Regions from separate parts of the Oryctolagus cuniculus genome. Here region 1 is linked to region 2. The links are chromatin contacts, called in public Micro-C maps. All regions are on one chromosome and are shown on one strand. Each heading gives the region's core, a stretch centred on a gene start, on an enhancer-like site or on the middle of the called end of the contact. The rest is flanking DNA. Distances are from core to core; before and after follow the strand shown. Region 1 holds the start of PDS5A (PDS5 cohesin associated factor A). Region 2 holds the start of UBE2K (ubiquitin conjugating enzyme E2 K).

Region 1 (5,085 bases), core at 2,195-4,694, 210 kb before region 2:
AGATCTCTCTCTCTCTCTCTCTCTCTCTCTCTCTCTCTCTCTCCTGTCACTCTGCCTTTCAAATAAATAAATACAATTAAAAAAAATAAGTAAATGGGGGCTGACGCGGTGGTGTGGCAGGTAAAGCCACTGCCTGCAGTGCTGGCAACACATATGGGCACCTGTTCGAGTCCCGGCTGCTCCACATCTGATCCAGCTCTCTGCTATGGCCTGGAAAAGCCTTTCTTGGGCCCTTGTACCCATGTGGGAGGCCTGGAAGAAGCTCCTAGCTCCTGGCTTTGGATCAGCACAGCTCTGGCTGTTGAGGACAATTGGGGAGTGAACCAACAGATGGAAGACCTCCCTCTCTCTCTCTCTCTCTCACCTTCTCTGTGTAACTCTTTCAAATAAAAATAAATAAATCTTAAAAAAATAAAAAAATGAGTAAATGTCACACAAATCAACATGTCTTCTCATTTATTTTATGTGGAGACAAAATTTTTTTTAAAGAAACAAAAATAAGAATTCTAAAGTATACTGTACAAAATTATTTATGAGTATATTTCAAAAGACTAATGGAAAAATAGAATTAAAAGATGTTTAGTTTTAGTTTAAAACATTTTTAAGCCAGTGCTGTGGTATAGCAGGTAAAGCCACATGCCTGCCATGCAGGCATCCCATATGGGTGCCAGTTTGAGTCCTGGCTGCCCCACTTCTGATCCAGCTCCCTGCTAATGCATCTGGGAAAGAAGTGGAGGATAGCTCAAGTTCTTGGGCCCCTGCACTCATGTGACAGACCTGGAAGAAGCTCCTGGCTCCTGGCATTGGTCTGACTCAGCTCTGGCCATTGTGGCCATTTGGAGAGTAAACCAGCAGATGGAAGATCTCTCTCTCTCTTTCCCTCTATCTCTGACTTTCAAATAAATAAAAACAAATATTTGTATAAAAAAAGATGTTTAGTTTGGTGCAAACAATTTTGGAATTAATGCTTATGAGAGTCTTCAAAAATTCATGAAAATGCATAATATGAAAAAAGCTATGTATAGATCTATTAAAAATCATTGATATCAAAATTTTTCTGCATGAAAATAAACATCTTTTAATTATTTTTCACAAAAATTTTAAATAGTTTTTTTTTTTTTTTTTAGGAATTTATTCTTTTGAGAAGCTAATAGAACAAATCAGAGAGTTCCCATTTGCTGTTTCTCTCCCCAGAAGCCTGAAATGGCAGCCAGGAACTCAATCCAGGTCTCCCCCTTGGGTGACAGGGACCCAACTACTTGAGCCATCATGCTGTCTTCCAAGGTCTGTACTAGTGGGAAGCTGGAATCAGGAGCAGGAGGGGGTCAGGGAATCCAGGTAGTGGGATGTGCTATGCCTGAAATGGCAGCCTAACCAGTAAGCCAAATGCCTGCCCCTCTGCAAATTTTTTTTTCAACTACCCTTTGTTGCAATACTCAGGGATTACCATTTTTTTTCTTTTGTGATGTTAGTTTGTTTTATTTTTCAACTTACTATCTTTTGAGTGATTACAAAATTATATGTTAACAATGTAATACATTGTACTGGCTTCAGGCAGTACATATGGTAAATTTGGACTGAAACAATGTGATACATTGGATTAAAAACTATGTATATACAAAACTCCATTTAATAGTACATAAATTAGTTAGAGTAAGGCCCAGTGGCATGGAGGGTAAAGCCGTCATCACCTGCAGCACTGGAATCCCATATGGGCATTTGTTGGAGTCCTGACTGCCCCACTTTTGACCTAGCTCCCTGCTAATGCACGCAGAAGATGATCCAAGTCTTTGGACTTCTGTACCCACATGGGAGACTCAGATGAAGCTCCTGCATCCTGGCTTACAGCCATCTGGGGAGTGAACCAGCAGATGGAAGATTCTCTCTGCCTTTCAAATAAATAATTTTTTTAAAGTTACTGAGAAAATGAAAAAAGCATCCTCCATCTTTATTTATTTAAATATACAAAATCAAGAAACATCAACGTTATGAGGGAGAGTAAAATGTCAACTAAGGACAGTCTGAAATGCATTCTTCCTGCTACTCTTAGACCTAAGGAGAAAGCAGCACTTTTCTGAAGAGCTCTAGCAAATCAGCAACTGTGAAGTCCAAGATGATTACTCCCTCGTGTTACACCTGAAAAACAATGGCAATACCTCTAGCATTTCTAAGGTCAAGTTGAAGGCTTTGGAGGGGGGAGAAGAGCAAGGAAAGCCATCAAGAATCATTTAAATAAACAATCAACCATCATTTTAAACTCTGGCAGGGGTCAGCTTCAACACCTGAATTCTATTTCACGTAACTGTATTCTCTTTTCAACTTCCTCTTCTGAAATTGTGTGTGTGCTATTGAGGTTCCCTTGCTTCAATTATTTACCTTAAATTATTCACACGCTGCTGCACTGAGTTTTCCCTGGCGGTTGTTTTCCTTCAGATGAAAGAAAAAGTTCATCTTTGGTATGTTTAGAACACTTTAAAAATGAGTTCTCCCACACGCACCGGAACCACCTTGCTAACGTGTACAAATGCTTATTCCGGGGTTCCACTCAGAGCTCCTATTCTGTAGATTTTCCAGGTGGAGACACATGTTTTTCAGGCAGTGTCTCGAGTGATCCCGAGGCCTGGGGCCCAGAGGCCATACCTTGAGAACTAGTCGACTGCGCGCCATCTGGGTATTTTTGTGGGTTTCAAAATACTAAGTTTAGAAATCTAAGGTGGGGGGGGGGGTAGGAGGCGAAGTCGACTGGCTGTCGGAAGACGCAAAAATGAGCAGCCCACGTTGTCGGGTTGCAAAAACTTCCCCTCACTTTTGTAGTTCTGTCCCTGGGGAGGAAATACAGTTCATTTTCACCGAGTAATTAATCGTCTTTCCACCGGTTCCGTCCAGTCCCTCAGGGTGGTCCTCCCTCAAAGTCACGAAGTCATCGCCGCGGCGAAAGGCGCAGCTCCGTCCGCCCGGCGCACCCTCGCAGGGCCGTGGGGACGGGGGTTCGCTTCCCGCCACCCGAGCTCCTCCTCCGCTCGTCCTCCCTCAGGCGCCCCGCGCGGCGGGTCTTGGCGCCAACCGGATGGCGGCGCTGTCGGCCCCGCGCGCGGCCGCCTCAGGCCCGAGGGAGGCGGAGGCACGGCCGGCGGAGGAAGGGGAGGGAGCGAGGCGCGCGCACTGCTCTCGCGTGCTCTCGCGCCGCTCGCGTGACCGGCCGGTGTGTGCGCGAGGCGCCGGCTCCCTGGGGCACCGAGGGCCGGGCGCGCGCCGCTGCGTGGGGCGTCCGGGTCCGGGTCGGCGGCCCCGGCCCGCGCGAGGTGCGGGCGGGCTGGCCGTGGTGGTGGTGGTGGTGGGGGGCGTCCCGGGCGGACACCCGCGCCTACGCTCCCGGAGGAGCCGTCTCCGAGGCTGCTCTTCCTCGGCCAGACGGAGAGCGGCAGTGTCTCCCCGCCCAGTGCACACTCGCCCCGCGTCTCCCCCCGCGGCGGCTGCTCCTCCTCGGCACCGCCAGCCCCAGCGCCGCTCCGGGGCGGGCGGGCGGCGGCGGCGGCGGGACCCGCGGAGCCGCTTTGTGTGCAGCCCGACGAGGGGCGGCGGCGCAACCACCTGACAGAGGCCCGGGCTCTCGATGCACCTTCCGCCCGCATGAGGAGGAGGTAAAGGCGGCGGTGGCTCGGCTCCCGCCCTCGGCTGGTGGAGGGAGGGGACGGAAGGGGAGACCGGAGCGCGGGGGGTGGGGGGGTAGGTGCCGCGGGTCCGAGGCCCGGCACGGCTGCCGGGAGGTGCCGGTAAGGCCTTGGCGGGGCCGGGCGGCGCCGAGGGGCCGGGGGCGTAGGAAGCCTCCGGGGTCCATCAGCCGAAGTTGAAGGAACAAAATGTGAAGTGCGGAGCCTCTTCCTGGCGTGGGGTTGCGGGTGGAAGGCGGCTGTTTTCCCCTCCCGCAGGGGTGGGGGAGCGGGACCGAGGAGGGCCGGGAGCCGGTGGGGACTGCCAGGGGCCCAAGCTCGGCCGTGCAAGAGCGTTTTGTTCCCAGGAGCCGCGGCGGCGTGTGGGTCCGGTTGGGTCCCTAGTTTTGCGGCCTAAGCCGAGCCCTATAGGCCTCGCGTCTCCTTTCCCGGAGTGGACTGGTCAGGCGGGGACTGGGCGCTTCTGCCTAGCCGAGCCGGGGGCTTTGGGGTCTTCACCGGCCTCCGGAGGCAGCCAAACTTAGGGCCTAGGAGCTCCGGGGTGGATTTCATTGTGAAAGGCGGAATGGGAAACTCCTGGCGCTGCTCGGCTTCTCCCGCGGCCAAGGCGGCTGGTGCCCGGGAGCCCCGTGGGCCCGGGGCTGGCGGCGCCGGCGCGGGTAGGGGCGGCGGGCGGGCGGCGGGATCCCCGGGCCCGCTAAGGAGCCAGCGCTGGAGCCGCGGCCGCGTCTCTGGCCTCCGGGGGAGAAAGGGCCCTTTCCCGATTAGAGATTTTTGAAATGAAAAAAGAGGTTACAAAGTCGCCCCTTTCTCGCTGAACTTTGGTTTTCTGACCGATAGAGGCCGGTAGAGGACTGTGAAAGAAAAGTTGTCCCCCAGGATGGACTTCACCGCGCAGCCCAAGCCTGCCACTGCCCTCTGTGGCGTCGTGAGTGCCGATGGGAAGATCGCCTACCCTCCGGGGGTGAAGGAGATCACCGACAAGATCACCACCGACGAAATGATCAAGCGGCTGAAGGTAAGCCTTCCGACAGCTTGCAACGTCCGACGGCTGTAGTCGAAGGGGCTTCCTCCTCTGGCTGTGGCACTCTTAGTTTCACCTTCCAAGGTGTTTTAGATAGCCTGTCGTTTTCTCCCTTACCCGCTCTGAGAGGTATTGCTCTGTCTTGGCTTCATCTTTGAATGAGTTCCGTGGGGACAGCCATGCTGGGAAATTAAAAAGGAGTGTGATTTTTTTTTTTAAAGCCTGTTCTTCAAGCATAAGAATACTGTTCACAGTGGCTTGCAACCTTAAATGTTAGCAATAAATTGTTTGGCAAGGTTACTGTTTTCATCAGCTTCTTAAGGGACTGATTTAAGCACAAGAAGCTGTTTTTAAAAAATTATCACAATTTTTGAATATCCAGAAATTTCT
Region 2 (5,801 bases), core at 3,092-5,591:
CCAGATGTATCTAAATCTATGTCCAAAGGACAAAGACAAAAATCATTTTAGGGATGGGCACTGTAGCTCTGTTAGTTAACTGCTTGCAATGCCCACATCCCATGTCTAAGTACCAGTTACTCCACTCTCAATCCAGCTTCCTGATAATACATCCTGAGAGGCAACAGATGATAGCCCTTGCAAGTACTTGGGTTGCTGCCACTCATGCGGAAGACCCAGATGGGAGTTCCTGCCTCCTCGCTTTGGCCTGGCCCAACCTTGGCAATTGTGGCCATTTGAGGAATGAACCAAGGGGTAGAAGATTTCTATCACTCTCCCTTTCAAATAAATAAACCTTTTTTTAAAAAAATAAACCAGTCTTCAGAAATCAAGACTTTCTTCTAGAGATTTGCAACTACTTCTATACAGAATAACCTAGATCAAGCTAGATCAAACAATTTGTAAAATTTAAAATGTACAAAAATTGGCCGGCACCGCAGCTCAATAGGCTAATCCTCTACCTAACGGCGCCGGCACACCGAGTTCTACTCCTGGTCAGGGTGCAGGATTCTTTCCCGGTTGCCGCTCTTCCAGGCCAACTCTCTGCTGTGGCCCGGGAAGGCAGTGGAGGATGGCCCAAGTACTTGGGCCCTGCACCCCATAGGAGACCAGGAGAAGCACATGGCTCCTGCCTAGGGATCAGCACGGTGCGCCGGCCGCAGCGCGCCAGCCGTGGCGGCCATTGGAGGACGAACCCAATGGCAAAAGGAAGACCTTTCTCTCTCTCTCTCTCTATCCACTCTGCCTGTCAAAAAATAAAAATAAAAAACAATAAAATGTACAAAAGTTTGTTTTAACCCTGAAATAAAATATACAAAAGTGTTTTTCATGAAATCAATTTGTTTCTGCCATAGGTTTAAGCATTCTCTAGGAAACTATTAAAAACATTACCAACATGCAGCTACAATGTGAAAAAACTACAGACACCATTTAGCATAAAAACAAGAGTAGATGCATTCAATTGAGAGCTTTTAATTCACAAAAGCTCCAAAGCTTAAAAACTTTTACGTTAATTAGAGGTAACACTTATTTCAGTGAGTTTAAACTAACAAATTAGGTTGCGTTTAAATCCTTTAACTAGCAATGCAAACCCAGCTCAATTATTTTAAATAATTAATAGCATGCCTATCTTCACAAGCCATGACAATGTGGTACAACACAAACACAAGCAGACCTAGATCCAAATCCCAAAGCTGTATGTTCGCAAATAATTTTACTTCTCCTGGATCTCAATTTTCTCATCTCAGAAATCTAAATTCAAAGATTTGTGTTTAAGAATTAACAACAGTGTATAAGCAAATGGCTACAAATGGCAGCTGTTAATACCAGTAATAATTGACGGTAAATAATACAACTTTTGAATAAAATAGAATGGTTTTATAACATCACAATCAACAATTCACCTAATCATCTCAACAACTGAACTCATAACTACAAAATGCACCAATCCAGACAACTTTGAATTATTACCTAAAACTCAATTTTAGAAAATAGTTTCCAACAGCTACAAGATGGATTTCTAACACTGTCCTAAGGAAAACAGGCTTAGATGGTGCCTTTATGTATTTTATTTAGTCTGAACAGATCTCTTCATACCCTATACACCCAACCCCCCTACACAAAAGAAGCTACTTTTACCAATTTCTCATGATGCTTTCACCTGCACAAATACATATTCTAATAGTTGTGTATAACCTCTTGTGACATTAGCTATCTTCACAAAGACACAAAAGGGCTCCCCAAAAAAGGGGGGGTCTTTAAATCAACCACTAGTTTTAGTAAACACAAGAACAGGAAATAAACTTCAGTAAACCAGAGATTCACATAACGTGACATGACGAAATAACTTATTACTGATCGGCCATTCAAAATACTGCATTTATACCCTTACAAAGAACACCAGTCCTTCAATAAGCTGAAAATAATCAACATAATCTACTTATATAACTGGGCCCACTAAAATATTGATGAAAATAAAGCTGTTTATTAGTTATATTTATTTCAAGATTAAACTGCTTGACCTTAACTAAAGGTTCTTCGCAACTCACTTTCTCCGAAGCAGTTTCCTTCCAGATTTATAAAGGTACTTTAAAAATAATTTTGTTTGTATTTCCTGCTTGCTTTCTCTAAAATACTATGACACTTTTAAAAGTAAGGCTCTAGTAGCCCTTACATTTAAAAAAAAAAAAAAAGATTATTTTAACAATATGCACTTCTAGGGTAATACAAGTATTTCTGGTAATCCTCAACTTAAGTCCTTAAGAATACAATGATAAAGTCACCTCACATAAAGCAAAAAGATCACGTGAATTACCTGAAGCAGTAACTTACCACTTTTAAATAATACAAAAAAAAAAAAAAAACACCACAACTATTAGTTCATTAAGTTTCAGGCTTGTACACCCTTATTATAAAGGAAATGTTTTAGGATGTTAGCAACAATATTAGCCGCAATTCTTCATTAGGAATATATACATCAACTACCCTGGAATACATCTTTCTTATCATTACTAAATAGAAAGTTAGTACCACTGTTTCACTGCACACTCTCCAGACATTAATGACTCTATTCTGCATTGTACCACAAAAAATACAAAGTCATCCTTCCATTCAGAGTTTTGGCATATGAACGAACACAAAGGTCAGAGTTCATACACATGCTCTGTAGAGCTGATCATGACTTACGTACTACTATAGTCAATAGATCTGCTAGTATTTGTCATTTTTGAATTTTATAATGATTTTCTCCACATCTGATGTATGGAAAGATGAAATCACAGTAGATTCAATGACACAAATAAAGCTTAAGTGCTATTAGACTATGTCAATTACTCATCACATCCTGGGAAGGCTGAGTGTCACAAATCTTTATTGACATTATCAAAGCAACAATTAGAAAAGACACAAATAGCAATGATATATTCAATAATGACATGGGTGTGGATCTCGAAAATAGTAATTTTCAGTAGTTATGACAAACTGTACTGACACTTGCAGAGTTTCGAGTCAGAATTACTAGGACATTTTAAATACCTTACATAAGTAAATGTGGTCAGAAGTAAGGCATCTAAATTCTGCAGGACTCAACGGCAGAAAAAGACAATTTAAAAATAAAGAATATGCTATGTCAAGAGATGTATATTGAGTTAAACCTACTCAATTAAGAGACAACAATGTATTAACAGGGTGAAATCCTTTGTTTTTAATGGGTCTATTTTTAAAAGACACAAGTTTTAACCATGAGGGACATCATAATGGAGTTTCATGGCCCAACACGAGTCACAGAGGCATTGTCTTGAGACAGTCTGATATGTAACCTGTAAATAATGTTCTCAAATAAGCTACTCATTCACTATTTTTTCCTTAGCTAAAAATATGTAAATATCTTTAATACACTACCTAGCCTCTGCCCCGTTAAAAAGCACTAGATGTCAATAAAGAGGCCTAGGAACTGGGGGGCACGTGGAAAGGAGATAAAGATCTCATTTGGAATTAATTCCCTATCTCAGGTGAAAATTCCTTTATCCCATCCCCCAAACAAGCTAGTATCCCATTATGCCTTTCCTGTCTCCCCACGCCTAACTAGGAGGGAATACCTCTGCATGTCCTTCTCCTTCCCCCAGCACCTCAGGGCTCTCATCGCTCCTCGCCTTCGGAACGGACAGCAAAGGCCTAACAGGCAACAACCCCAAGACCCTTCAGAGTGTGGGCCTTGGAGCAGCGCTGCTCTCCGGATCCAGTTACCACCTTTCCCCTTCCCCCAACCCACTTCCCGGGTTTTCTCAGGCCCGGCCTTGCTGCCTTCCCACACCCCACAGCCACACTTCCAGCTGCTGCCACCGCCTCGAGGCTCGGGAGAGAGAGCTCGTACCCCGCCGCGGAGTGCACCCCTCTTCATCCGCCCCCCCCCAAACCGTACTCCTCCCCAGACCACCCGCCCGCGAGCCGTCCACCCCAGGGCCCTAGAAGGGAGGGGAAGGCGGCGGGAGGAGGAGGGGGAGACGGCCGCTTCCCCACAGGCAAAAGGGCGGCCGCGGGGAGGGCCACCGGGGATATCGGGGTCGCCGCTGGGAGGGCCCGCCCGCCCTGGGCCTTGGTGGGGGAATGTCCGGGAGTTCATTTCTGACCTCCTCGCTCTTCAGCACCTCCTTGAACTCCCGCTTGATTCGCTGCACCGCGATGTTGGCCATGTCTCCGCCCGCAGCTGATTCGTACCCGCCTCCTCCGCCACCGCTACGACCACCGCCACCGCCGCCACCTCTTCCTCCACCGCCTCCTCCCTCGGAGATTCAGATCCCAGCACACGAACACCGCCGCTGCCACCCCGGCCGCCGGGCTCTGCTCTGTGGAATCACCTCCGCGCCCGGCCACCAAAATGGCGCCGGACCCGCGCATGCGCACGACACCGACCCGGCCGGGCGGCGCAGCCGCTCCCGTTGTAGCCCCATACGCCTCAGCCACGAGCCCGCGCCGCGCCGCGCGTCTCAGCCGGAGCTGCGGACGCGTGACTCCGCCCTGCCGGCGTCTGGGGCCGGGCGGGTGCGGCTTCCGCGCTGGCCATCCCTGCCTCGGCCTCTCGGATTCGCCGCTGCGCCCCTGCTTCCCCCCACCCGCGCCTCGCTTGGACGACCCCCAGTGTGGTACTGGCGGGGCTGCCGGCCCCTGGCCTCTGCATGGAGGCCCGAGCCCGGCTGAGGGCTTCCTGCGGCCCCACGCGGCCTGAGCGTCGCCCTGACTCAGCCGGATCCGGGCTGCGTGTGCCCGCCGAGTCTGTGTGAAAGCGCGGCCCCGGTCGGCCCAGGGTCGGTTAGGACAGCCCCAGAAAAGCCACCGCGGTGGCTTGGGTTTTTTTGCTGGTTTTTTTTTTTTTTTTATGGTTTTTTTCTTTGTGGGGGGGAGAGGAGGGCAGAGCATGACTGCCACTCTTAACAATGATCATCTGAGGGACTACCCGTCATTAAACTCAGGGCGGCTATTGTTGGAGCCCATTGCTTCTATTTGAGATAGGTTTCCCCTGGAAAGATCTGAAGTGGGTTTAGAAACCAGATACTGACCGCTAATCTGTGGAACTAAAACCTTGGTTTTCAAACTTGAGTGTTCATCAAAACCCCTGGAAGTTTTTTTCTTTTCTTCTTTTTTTTTTTTAATCGTATTGGTGAGCCTCGTCTTTAGAATGTAGGCTGGGGCCGACGCCGCGGCTCACTAGGCTAATCCTCCACCTTGCGGCGCCGGCACACCGGGTTCTAGTCCCGGTCGGGACGCCGGATTCTGTCCCGGTTGCCCCTCTTCTAGGCCAGCCCTCTGCTGTGGCCAGGGAGTGCAGTGGAGGATGGCCCAAGTACTTGGGCCCTGCACCCCATGGGAGACCAGGAAAAGCACCTGGCTCCTGGCTCCTGCCACCGGATCAGCGCGGTGCGCCGGCCGCAGCGCGCCGGCCGCGGCGGCCATTGGAGGGTGAACCAACGGCAAAGGAAGACCTTTCTCTCTGTCTCTCTCTCTCACTGTCCACTCTGCCTGTCAAAAAAAAAAAAAAAAGAATGTAGGCTGGGCCTAAGGAGGTGCCTAACAAACTCCCTGCCTCTGCTGCTGCTGCTGACGATGAACCACTGGGCCAGGCTTGTGGAAGTCTACGCATTAAGGTGAACACTGGCCAACAGAAGCTCCTTACAGGGATGGTGTTGGGGCCTAGAGCCTGCTAAGGTGGCTGGCGCTAGTAGGCACTCAATCAATATTGAATGTGTAAAAAAAGGAAAATGGTGGAG

What was found. Hi-C and Micro-C count contacts between places; a contact is called where the count stands out from the background.
Region 1: a contact with region 2 is called in a Micro-C map of ear pinna, with 5 times the contacts expected there. The contact joins the promoter of PDS5A here to the promoter of UBE2K in region 2. A contact is called at or near these places in 3 of 6 Hi-C or Micro-C datasets (ear pinna, psoas muscle and an unstated tissue).

What each region holds. Positions count from the first base shown.
Region 1 is chr2:33,763,455-33,768,539 of mOryCun1.1, reverse strand. PDS5A (PDS5 cohesin associated factor A) reads left to right here and starts at 3,444. Exons shown (of 33, transcript XM_008275183.4): 1 at 3,444-3,641; 2 at 4,512-4,689. The coding sequence starts at 4,552.
Region 2 is chr2:33,549,061-33,554,861 of mOryCun1.1, reverse strand. UBE2K (ubiquitin conjugating enzyme E2 K) reads right to left here and starts at 4,341. Exons shown (of 6, transcript XM_051842473.2): 1 at 4,167-4,341.